3 separate regions of the Oryctolagus cuniculus genome follow, and regions 1 and 3 are each linked to region 2. A link is a contact called in public Hi-C data. All regions are on one chromosome and are shown on one strand. Each heading gives the region's core, a stretch centred on a gene start, on an enhancer-like site or on the middle of the called end of the contact. The rest is flanking DNA. Distances are from core to core; before and after follow the strand shown. Region 1 overlaps LOC103348788 (a long non-coding RNA gene). Region 2 has its middle 72 kb from the start of HNRNPA3. Region 3 has its middle 330 kb from the start of MTX2.

What was found. Hi-C and Micro-C count contacts between places; a contact is called where the count stands out from the background.
Region 1: a Hi-C map of an unstated tissue shows a contact between it and region 2, with 4 times the contacts expected there. The contact joins two enhancer-like sites. A contact is called at or near these places in 4 of 6 Hi-C or Micro-C datasets (ear pinna, psoas muscle, skin fibroblasts and 1 more).
Region 3: a contact with region 2 is called in a Hi-C map of an unstated tissue, with 4 times the contacts expected there. The contact joins two enhancer-like sites. A contact is called at or near these places in 2 of 6 Hi-C or Micro-C datasets (skin fibroblasts and an unstated tissue).

What each region holds. Positions count from the first base shown.
Region 1 is chr3:64,539,989-64,543,970 of mOryCun1.1, reverse strand. All of the region lies in intron 2 of LOC103348788 (a long non-coding RNA gene), which reads left to right. Among named protein-coding and RNA genes, the nearest start is that of MTX2, 430 kb to the left of the region's middle. Within about 2 kb of position 2,555, at least 1 of the 8 cell types and tissues checked has an H3K27ac peak or open chromatin away from gene starts, as enhancers often do.
Region 2 is chr3:63,990,141-63,994,105 of mOryCun1.1, reverse strand. No RefSeq gene overlaps it. Among named protein-coding and RNA genes, the nearest start is that of HNRNPA3, 72 kb to the right of the region's middle. Within about 2 kb of position 1,250, at least 1 of the 8 cell types and tissues checked has an H3K27ac peak or open chromatin away from gene starts, as enhancers often do.
Region 3 is chr3:64,631,132-64,635,492 of mOryCun1.1, reverse strand. No RefSeq gene overlaps it. Among named protein-coding and RNA genes, the nearest start is that of MTX2, 330 kb to the left of the region's middle. Within about 2 kb of position 1,717, at least 4 of the 8 cell types and tissues checked have an H3K27ac peak or open chromatin away from gene starts, as enhancers often do.

The DNA.
Region 1 (3,982 bases), core at 1,306-3,805, 550 kb before region 2:
CCAAGTGCTTGGGTCCTGCACCCCATGGGAGACCAGGAGAAGCACCTGGCTCCTGCCATCGGATCAGCACGGTGCGGCAGCCATTGGAGGGTGAACCAACGGCAAAGGAAGACCTTTCTCTCTGTCTCTCTCTCTCACTGTCCACTCTGCCTGTCAAAAAAAAAAAAAAAAAAAAAGTGACAAAAATGATGTGAGCTTGACTTATTAATCTAAGGACCTTTGGTGAAGACTTCAAAAACGGAGTTCACTTGGAAGGACATAATTTTTAGATACTCTAAGAAACATTATAAAACTGCAAAAATAGTTCATGGTACTGCAGATTCTACCAATGCTCATTAAATGAACAGATGCATTGAAGGTAGTTTTATTATTTTTGCAAATAGTTAATATCATAAAATCAATTAAAATTTCAAATATTTTAAAAAATAATACATTACTGAGTTTCCCCCAAAGTTGTTTACCCATATTTGGATTCAAATGGCTTGGTAACTGTCTAGTTTATGAAACACAAATGCATGTCAAATCTGGTGATATAAAATAAATTATTTCAAGACAAACTCAATTCTTTGAAAATGAAGAGACAAAGAAATATGAGTAGATAAAGCAATATTATATAATCTATTCAGAGAACTTAGTAATAGTTTTTCCAAAACATACATGAAAGGAACCAATTGTTTCATATTGATCATGGCTTTAATCACAATTAAATTAAGTGTCCTTTCCCTTTGAATTTTAATATGCTCCTTTGAGTTAAACCTTGATTAAGAAGAAAGTGCAATAGGTGTAATATAGACTTAGCCAAATTAAGTTTGAACATTCCATGTGTAAGGTCATTTCTATTAGAATCTGTCTTGCTTCCATAACCTAAACATTTCATTATAGTAAAGGCTCAGTCAAGGATTAGTATTTGACATTGGGTACCAAAAATCTTGCTGAGCCCTCAACCACCAACAAGCTTTTTGGGAGAACAGGGGAGAAAATGGGAGCATGTGAGGGAGAAGAAGGGTTGAGTTGGCCAACTCTTGACTTCTGAAATCTTTAGCAGTCACAACAACTTTTTCTGTGTGTTGATGCTGTGCGGTATTCCTGTTTATCTGTCCATCATGCTCTTAGACCCACTGTTCAGATGCAAAAGGCCTCAAGACCATCTGCAAGCTTGATGGGCAGATGCAGTGGCTGGGCCAGACGATTATAACTGTCAGTTACAATTGCATCTCTGCCCCTCAAGTTGTTGCTGGATGCTCCTGACTCCCTTTGAACGCACTGCTGTGATGCAGCAGTGCAGTTCCTGGCTATTGATGTGAGGGACCAAGTCACTCCCTGGCTTCAGTCTAGTTGCAAACAAGATTTATGAAATGAAGAGGGATGCCCATTTTGCGAAAGGTTGGCTGTTTTTGTCTACACTGCGTTTAGTGATACAGCATCTTCCTCTGCAGAGACTCACTCCTTGAGCGTGCAGAGAAATCGTGCATCTGAACATTATTTCCATGGCGTTGCCATGTTTACTGTTTCCTGTTGTCTTTGCTTGAAAGTGTTTTTAACAAAAATTAGGGTTGAGCATAACAATATTTGAGCTAGGGGATGAAAGGAGCTATGATTATGTTTCCTTTCCAGGTTAACATGGGCACCTTTGATTTAAGCACTAGAGACCCAGGACAGGATATGACACCAATTAAAAACATGAAACTTAATTTTTGCACTAAACAATCACGTAATCCTTCTTCTGGTATCTGGTTGAGGGTTACTGACATGACATTTATTTCTCAGCTACAATCCTAAATTTATTGGGTTGGCTTTATTTAAGGTACATGGGGCAACTAATATTAGTGCATGTAAAAGTCGAGCAATGTCTCAAAATGGTAAAGCAGCTATTATAAAGGGAACATATTTTTTCCGGATGACTCGGCACAAGGTCAAGAACGTGTGCAAACTTACTCCGTGAGTCCCAGGCCCACTCTTCTCAGTTGGAGGCAGATTTTGATTTAAGGTCTAAATTGCAAACCAAATCAAATAATTCTATCCCCTAAACTACACAAGGACAAGTTTTTTATTAATCACTTCTCTTTAGCCTTACATTTAAGTTGCATTTCTCTCAAGAGAGCTTTCTTATTTATTGCAAATCAAGTTTAGATCAAAATCACAAAGCAATACACGAATTGTTTAAAAAAAGGAAAAGTGATGTATTTGGGTAATATATTTCAAAGCTAAAATTGAATTTTAGCGTGTAATTTTAATGCACAGAATAATTCAAGTGAAGGCATGCAAACCAGGTAAACCTCCCCATCTCTGCACTTTGACACCTTGTTTAAGTTGAGCTAATGATCTTATGAAAAAAGTATTAGCAGTTTCAGTTCAGCCCCTGGTGGTCTATGCCACATATTGCATAACCTGCTGGTGGGTCCTCCAGGACTATTTCTCACTTGCAGACAGTAGCCTTTTATAATTCTGTCTGGAGGTGGAGGGAGCTGGGAGGGAGGGTGTCCTGTTTTAACCGTCATTCTGCACTTGAAAATAGTGAAAATGTTTATAGAACAAAGTCCAATGAAACGTTGTAGGACACTTCAATGCCTTCACATGTTCAGATGTGAACCTCGCACTCTACACCAAGTGTTTGAATAAAGTCATTCTGTTTAAGAGAAAAAAGTCGCTCGTGACTTCTAGTCCATGTGGAAAATTACCAAAGGCTGCAGTTTTTCTAGCCACGAACATTCTCATTTCCCATGTGCAGTTGGTTAGCTCCTCACTATGTCCCCAAGGAGTCTGTAACACTGAAGAGAAATGAGAACTTCCACACGGAAAAAGAGCCAAGGCAGCATTTGTAATAATTAAAAACAAGGAAGGGGAAAGATTGAGCCTTGCTTTTCTTTTTCTTGGGTGAAAAAAACCAGAGTGTGGGATGCCCAGGTGAGAAGTAGATGTGAACTTGCTTTTACTTTTTACAGGACATGAGGATAAAAGAAGAAGAAAAAAAATACTACCTCTCTTAAATGTCCGAACTCAAAGTTGCATGCAGGGAGTGCTAAAATGAAAGGGGTCATCACGGCCAAATTCACTGCCCAGCTTTTGTGAACTGTTAGAAGCAATTTCCAGGAACTGGGCTTTTTTTATTCGGGTTTGCTTTCACTCTCAGCTTGAGTGTTAATTTTTGACTAGTCCTTTCTATGCTTTCGTCAAATGTGCACAGTCGATTCTTGTAGCATTTCTCACGTGCACGCACACACACATACATTCTAAATATTTAAAGAAAACAAATAACTCTAGCCACTTGGTAAAAATGCAGCTTGATATTTGGATTCAAGAGTAGAAATAATTTCAAAGACAACTCTCATGGGCACAGTGTGTTAACTGCGTGCTGTGCCACCATTTTATTGTGTGCGAGCGGACAGCAAGATGGTGGGTGCAGCATTTTGTTGTATAAGGGCTCCTGCGTGTTCTGCCTCCGACCGCTGAGCCAGTGTGTGTCACACCAACAGAAAAGCCGGATTTCCCAGGTCTGGGGACTGATTAAAGAACACAGACACACAAATCTTCTTTCACTCACTGTTTTGCAGATGCTGAGGCGAAATTTTAAATATATCAATACAAGGAGAACAAATTTTCTTTCAAATAAAAAAAAAACACTAGAAATGATATTTCAGTTAAATATGTAACCCCCCTGGTGTTGGTAAATGCATATGTTATTAATAGATCTTCCAATGTCACAGCCAGTAATCTACCTTGAGAAAAGATCCAGGACAGAGTTAACATAGAGAATGTGAATGTTTTACTTGTGAATAAACGATCTTTCCAGATCAAGGTTGAGGTCATTGGCAAGCTAGTTTAGGTGAGCTCATTCCACAGTTATTTGCACATGCAAATCGAGGTTCTAATGTTTTTTATGTTACTGCCTTTTGTTAATAGGAAGAGCTCTGATTAATTTCTTAAGATAAAAAAATTAGAATAACCGAACAGTGTACTCTTGCTAATAGTGTTCAGTTTTCAT
Region 2 (3,965 bases), core at 1-2,500:
CTGCACTCCCTGGCCACAGCAGAGAGCTGGCCTGGAAGAGGGGCAACCAGGACAGAATCCGGCGCCCCGACCGGGACTAGAACCCGGTGTGCCGGCGCCACTAGGCAGAGGATTAGCCTATTGAGCCACGGCGCTGGCCAATAAATATTTTTAAAACTACAATTAGCCAGTCCAAATGACAGAATTCCTATTTTTCCTACCATCTGATAAATAAATGAGTCTCCTCCAAGGTGCTGCTTATACAATACTCCACCAAAGATGTCTCCCTTCTTCACCCAATACCACCTGGCCTATCATCCTGCAAGAGGTCTTCCATTCTTTGCACATACGTATTTATTTTCTGGAACAAACAACTGCAATTTTTTCTTGGCAAAGTTATGTCTATTATTCACTTTAAGATCAAATTTAAGACACAACTCCTGGAAAGCTGTACCTCTGATCCAAAACCATTTCCCCCTTTGTGTTTCCAAACATTTTATTTACCATTTCCACTTGTTTATGGTTTCCTATTTGTCTTATCTCCATGAGTAGTACTTCTAGCACGACCTCAGCAGAGGAACCTATTAAATGTTGAATAAATAGACATGACCTGGGGCCAGCTCCGTGGCACAGTAGGTTAATCCTCTGCATGCAGTGCCAGCATCCCATATGGGCGTCAGTTCTAGTCCTGGCTGCCCCTCTTCCAATCCAGCCCTCTGCTGTGGCCTGGGAAAGCAGTAGAAGATGGCCCACGTCCTTGGGCCCCTGCACCCACGTGGGAGAACCAGAAAAAGCTCCTGGCTCCTGGCTTTGGATAAGCACAGCTCCGGCCGTTGTGCCCATCTGGGGAGTGAACCAACAGAGGGAAGACCTTTCTCTCTGTCTCCACCTCTCACTGTCTGTAACTCTATCTCTCAAATAAATAAATAAAATCTTTTAAGAAAAATAGCTATGACCTAAGTAGAGAGCTATCTGTCAAGATCTGCTAGTAAATACTCCAGTTATTCTGCCCTTTGGATGGGCTAAATGTATTGAAAATAACTACCGTTCGTGGAGCGTCCCTGAAGCAGGCCTTGTGAAGTATTTACACATTTTCTTGCTAGATGTTGACAACAGCCCTGTGACACAAGTCCTACTACTCCCTGTATTTGATAGTTGAAGAAAGCTGAGGCGGGAAGAAATTCTCGCACCTGCGCCAGGGAGGGAGGCGGTGACTAGGAGCCAAGTCTTTCTGACTACAGAGCCTGCACTGTGAATCACACTGTGCCTGTTTGGTGTGTTGTTGTGAAACATGTGATACACTATGATCTTATTACTGCTCGTATCACATTTCGATGATTCACATTATAGAAATTAAATCATTATCATTTTATCCCCCTGTAATACCGGTTATTTCAGATCATTGCTGAGGTTATTCAGGCTGTTAATATTTTTTACCGGTTCTTCAAAGAAAGCGCTTACTATAATCAAAAGATTTGTACAGAGGAAGGAAAAGAAATTACTTTAGTGATCAAAGGGCTGATGCAGGAAAATATGCAAGCTGACTGCATTTAGTTAAGGTTGCAACAATGAAGTGGAAGAGCTGGGGGAAATGGAAGATCTCGTAATAACCGCTTCTTTGTTTGTTCAGTTCACCTGACTTGAAACCTTTTTCTCCTGAAATGCTCCTCACACTGCTCACACTTGGCCTCAGGAGTAAGCAAACCAGGAACCCACAGGAACCACCTGTGCGGTCTCATGTCAAGGGAATTGGAAAGACCTCCAAGCCCCTTAAATATTTACAGATGGTTAAAATCACATTCTTAGAGCTTAAATCGAAAAAGGGACTTTCCAAAAAAAAAAAAAAAAAAAAAAAAGGAGGTTGGACATCATTGGTCATAATCACTCACTCCTGGAAATAACCCTACAACGTCAGAACAGTAAAATGGGTAAGTAACTTGGTAAAGTCATACAGTAAAAAATCAATCATTCAGCGCTGGAAATGAATGTAGCAATGCCACACTCAACGTGGCTGCATCTCTAAATACCATTTTGAGCAAAAGATGCAAGACACAAATGAATGCACACAATGCCACTTACGTAACGTGCCCAAACTGACCACACCAAACTCCACTGTTCAAGGATGCACAACCCCGATGGGAAAACTTCAGAAAAATGCCAGGAAATGATGCCTCAAGTCAGGCTGGTGGTTGTCCCTGGGAGCAGGGGGAGTGGGGCAGGGAAGGAGACAGGCAATTTCTATGGCTCTGACAATACTTTGTCAAGTTGTATATTCGAGCCGCGTTCACTTTTCTGGTCAAATGCTTTCTTTCACAATAAAAATGCAAAGGAAGCACATCCAATGGGCATTTCTGAAATGTATCAGGAAAAAGAACATAATACGCTCTGTCCGTTGTTTGTGTTTTGGTAAGAATAGGTCCATTCGCTCTGTGATTACAAGCACACTTAGGAGGAGAGAGACAAGAGCAAGCACGAAGACTCAATTCTAGGAGAAGGTAGTGGTTACACTGCAGGCTCTGGAATCAGACCTGGATCTAGAGCCTGGCCATTTGCCCACAGAGGCCCTTGGGCAGGTATAAAACTCTCAGACCCTCTGCTCTCCATCACAGGGTCATCATGAGGCTTGCACCACGCACTGGTTTTTATTCATTGCCCACTAGGATTATTTTCTTCCCCAATATTGGAACTATGTAAAATGCAGAGTTAGGCAGAGAAAGAGAGAGGTCTCCCATCCACTGGTTCACTCCCCAAACAACAGCAACAGCCAGAGCTGTGCCGATCCAAAGCCAGGAGCCAGGAGCTACTTCCAGGTCTCCCACGTGGGTGCTGGGGCCCAAGGATTTGGGCCATCTTCCTCTGCTTTCCCAGACCATAGAAGAGAGTTGGATCAGAAGTAGAGTGGCTGGGACTTGAACTGGCACCCACATGGGATAATGGCACTGCAGGCAGCAGCTTTACCCACTAGGCCAGAGCGCCAGCTCGGCCACTAGTGTTTTTTCCTTCCCAAGATTAGAATTGGATGAGGAAATCATCAGGGCAGTAGGAAGGGGGGAACTGAGAGACTGCATTTGCTGCATTTCCTCTCCACATGTCCCAGGTCACTCCTCAACCCCACTGGCTTCTTTGTGAATCCCTTGCCTGAGACTTTTCTAGCAAGAGTCACCAGGGGCCTTGTTATGAAACCCCATGAACATCTTTTCTTAGCATCATTTGACACTGTCGGCCGTTCCTCCCTCCTTGAAACTTCCTTCTCTTGTTGTCTTCAATACCCTGAGCTGTCCTCTTCTTACCTAAACTGCTACCACTGCCCACAGCCAGGTCCTTGTTTCCCTCCTGTCCTGCAACAGCCCCCTAACTGCTCTCCTCCAGAACAGACCTCGCCAATGCTTTCTCCATGTGGCAGCCACAGTGTTTGCCCTAACACGCAAACCTCGTCATGCCCTTTCCCTAGAGTCTTCCTAGGAACCGCCATTCTCTTTAGCTCTGGAAGCTCTGGGCTTCAGTTCATCACACTAACCCACCTGCACTCACTTGAACCTTCTTGATTTCTCACCCCCTGTCCTATCTCCCAATTCGCCAGTCACTATATTGCTCACCCAACTTATAAAACTGCAAAATTCAGGATAAGTCTCCTTTTCACCTAATGCCAACCTCTTTCTAGATTACACATCTTTTTTTGTAGTTGATTCAATCCATGCTCATTCCTGAAATGGCTCTGTTTACCTCCTCAGAAGACTATTCTTAAACACAGGTTCAGGGCTGCTGTTGTGGCACATCGGGTTAAACCTGCGCTTATGACATTGGCATCCCTTATTGGAATGCCTTGAGTCCCAGCTACTTCACTTCTTTCTTTTTTCTTTTTTTTTTTTTTTTTTTTCATTTGACAGGAAGAGTTATAGACAGTGAAAGAGAGAGAGACAGAGAGAAAGGTCTTCCTTCTGTTGGTTCACTCCCCAAATGGCCACTATGGTCGGCGCCGCACGGAT
Region 3 (4,361 bases), core at 468-2,967, 640 kb before region 2:
AAGTCCCATTTGTGTGTGTGTGTGTGTGTGTGTGCACATCCATATGTGTGTATGCTATCGACGCGTAGATCCATCATACTGGTTCTGTTCCTATCTGGTTCCACCTCTGCTTGATCTTATGAGCCAATTCCCATCTCTCTCTCACACACACACCTTATTGGTTCTGTTCCCCTGGAGAACCATAACTAACATAGTAAGCAAATCATTGGCAATGAAATAAACAACCTTGGCTCGTTGGAAGTACAACAGGAATGAGAAATCTGACAGATCATGCAATTGTTCATGTTTAGTGTCTATTTTGAAAGGAATGCAATAAGAACTCCACAAAGGCTTTTGACTGTGCCCAGATGCTCATGGTTCCCCCCACAGAGTGAACCTTTCCTCTGGGTTTATTTTCTGGGACTACTTCTATTTTTTGTTGTTGATGCTTGTGTTTTGGTTTTGAGTTATATACTAATTGTGGTTTCGTTCCAGCTAACAAGACTGACCTCTTAGATCTCTCAATGACAGAATCACAATACCATTGTTGGACCAGAAAACTACCCATTAGAGTCAACACAGCTACCAGGGTTATTAGGCAGCAGGTGTGTGTGTGTGTGTGTGTGTGTGTTTCTCTGAGTCACTCACCAAAAGACACTTTGTATAGCTTCAGCTATTTTGAGTACAGTTACAGTCCCTGGCTTGGACTTACTTTGGCAAACTAGTAGTGTGTGTATTAGTGCGGGCAATAAAAACCTCTTGGAAAATATGTTTTTTAAAAAATATGTGTCTTCCTGTAGAACACTCTTACTTATACTTTCTGAAAATTAATTACATGTAGGCATGACATGTAGTCTCACATAGCTAGTTGATTCTTACCAAAGCTTACGAGGAATATGCACAAGCATTGGTCCAGAGAGACATCTCCAGGGCTTGTCCCAGGGAGTGGCTGGAGCTGTCACAACTACAAAAGGCCCATCAAGGGCTGGCACCTCTCACTCCCGTATTCTCTGCCTCTGTCGCTGCATAGCTGTTTGCCAGGGTGAGGCACACAAGGAATCCCATAGGGCAAGGAGTTGTGGATCTCAGGAGTCACTTTCTGAATTTGGCGGACATTCCAGCAGTCACAGGATGGCAGAAGGTCGAACGAGGACAGGCTGTGTGACCAAATACCGAGCGCTCAGGTTGGCTTCTGATTTTGTGTCTGAGTGGCCATCGGGGCACCCATTCACAGGCCCGTGTCCTTGGGCAAGCTACTTGGCCTGTCTGCCTTGGTTTCCTCATCCATATTGGGAATAATAACTGTCCCTGCTTCGTGGGGTTGTTTGAGGGCTGAGCGAGTTAACACGTGGAAAACACTAGACTAATACCTGGCGCACCATGCTAGTCGCTTTCTTTACCTATTATCCCACTAACTGATCTCCCGTGAACTAGTCAGGAATAAACCACTAGTCCTGCCTCTGTGAGAGTCCCAAGCAGAGGCCAGAAGGCATCACCGGAGGCAACCGTTTAGACCAGACACGAGCAAGGACATGTGTTCCTGTGTGAAATGTTGGGGGCCATGGGGTTAACCCCTGTTTCTACAAGTTCTCCAGACCCTCGTTAGGGGTTCCTACGCCTGGCCGGGGGGCGTTCTCCTCCAACTCCTTGGATTTCTCCCAGGTTGTCCTCCTCAGCAAAGCGAAAGGCTAAGAGCTCCAGCTAGAGACGCCTGCTTGCAATAGCACGGGGCGCGCGGCACCGCGGAGCAGCGCAGCCCCGCCGCAGGCCCCCGGCCCGGCTCGGTCCCCGGAGCCACCCTGGGTGGCTCTCACCCAGGGCCGCACGGTCCGCTCCAGACACCAGGTGGGCACCACCCATCTCGCGATGGGCACCACACCAGAAAATCTTTTTCATTGTCTGGTCTTCCAATAGCTGAGCCCGGAATTCGATGGAACTTCAGGTATAGGGGTTGAAGAAAAGTCCCATTGAACCTCCCGCCGCCACTCCCGGGCCCGCGGGGGACGTTCCCGGCGTGCTCCTACTGCGGTCCCCCGCACCCGCGCTGACCCCTCGCTCGCCCCGCTCCTCTAAATGATTCATCTAATTTCTTCAGCACCAGGCCGGCAAGGCCAGGGACGGCTTCGCTCTCCGAACGTGAAGCCGTTGCCGCGTTCCGCTTTCCTGCTGGGGGCTGGGGGAGTTATTAAAATGGACTTGGCTTTCACAGCCCTTTTTGGGGGATGTTGAGGCTCATGGTTAAGCCAACTGCCCATTTCTAAATGCGGGATCTTCCTACTCCTCCAGTCCCCTTCCACGCCAGCCCTCTGAATCCAGAGGCGGCTGGGGGATGGCAGCAATGCAGAAATTCTATGTTTAAAAAAAAAAAAGAAAAAAAGAAAGAAAGAAAAGCCACTAAAAAAAAAACATACAGGAGCGCCTTTCCATTTCCCCTCCCCCTCCTTATGGCCCAGGCCACCCTCCAACAGTGACACCTAGTGGTCAAATATAAATTAGACTAATTTTTCACAGAAAATAGCATTTCCTCTAAAAGCAAGCAAAGACTGAGCCCCATCTCCTCTTGCAGTGAAAGCACAGAAAGATAGATTCTCCTTAATTCATGACTAAAATATGTTAATGTTTGGAGGAAGCAGTTATATGTATTTCTAAGACCCTATTGAAGCTTTTAAATGTGTTTTCTTTATCATTTCTATGGACACATGCTTAGTTTGCTTTCCTTAGATAATGACCAACTTGATTTTACTGTAATTCCAAATCTTGGACATGTCTGAGACATGTTAGGTTTCAACACCTAAAATGCATATTTGGAAATATAACATTTAAAAATGAGTTGTGCTACAAATCCACTATTTGCACAATCTGTCTCAAGCTCCTGTAGTGGGTACTATTTACTTGCATTTGTTTTTGGCAACTGTGTTCATTCAAAAGGACAGCAAGGACTTGCTCTAATCCCTGTTTCAAATTTGGTACAGACTCTATTCAGTAAATATAATTGGATACTCAGCTAGGGAGGTTCTCACCAAGTGCACTGGTCAGGTACAGCCGAGTCCCCGGATAGAGCCTTCCTTCAAGACCTTCTAATGCATGGACTATCATCGTCATGCAACAGTTAAGGTGAGCAGAAATCTCCCTGGTATGGAAACGTGACGCCAAATTCATGATTCAAATGTGTCCCATTCCAGCTGTGTGGTCTTGGGAAATCATTTGACCGGTTTGACTAGCATTTCTCTTTCTCTAGTTGCTCCTTATACAAGAAGTTTTCTTAGCTACCTTTCAGAAAATTTATTAGATAAATTTGAAAACACAGGAAACCTCTTCATAATCAATGGCAAGTAGGATTACCACACTAATATAATACACTCATATACACACATGAAAGAAGACCTTAGATATGTGATTGATTGATTATACATACAAACAAAAAAATAACCTCCAATGACTGAAATAATATTTCTAGCCACCAAAACTTAGCACTTACTTTTAAGTATTAAGATTGGCAGTACCATGCGTTTGGACATAATATATCTCTCAAAACATGAAATTTAACTGTGTGAAGGTAGAAAAAAAAGGACTCCCTATTTTAAGAAAGGGAAATGGCATTTTCAGAGGACTAAGATTTTAATTCAGGCCATCAGTGTAGACTAATTGAGCACATACTTTGCGCTAGGTGCTGTACTAGATATTTCCAGAATAACAGGGTACAAGCATGTAAGAACATGTAAGAAACATGTAACATGTAAACAAACATGTAAGAACTCCTGCCTTCACAGTTTTACATTCCAGGGGGTGATTGGAGGACATGGGAAAAGGCAAAATGAAAAAGAGACGCAGTTACTTCATTAGAAGGCAACATATGAGAAAAGTAAGCATGGGAAGAGCGTGTGTGTTGGGGAGAGGGTGCAGTTTTATGGAGAGTGGTCCAGAAAGGCCTCTGTGGAGAGATGATGTGATGAATCTAAAAGGAAAAGACACTGCTGCATCCCCGTTATCTAATGCGCAACTTTATTTCCACACCGAGAAGGCGTCTTCCTGAGACAGTCCCTAGAACTGGACACAGGAAAGGCCAGGGTGAACCCGTCTGTGCCTCCTGCTACCCTGCAATCTGTGTGCTAGCAGCTGGCCGAGAGGTGCTGCTGAAATGCTGATTCCCCGCGAGTTTCTTCTGTGCACAGCCCTGGTAGATGTGACCAAGGACTCCAAAAAGGTTTATACCTTAGTTAACAAATGATTTTTGCAGCTCAAGGGGGAAGTGAGCATTCCCTAGCTCAGCAGTGCCCTTTCTCATAGCGGCCGGTTTGCCTGCCTGCTGTGCACCCAGCATGGCCATGTAGTTCTCTCTCTGGGCGGGAAGCCAGCCCATGGTGCCTTCACTCACTCCCATC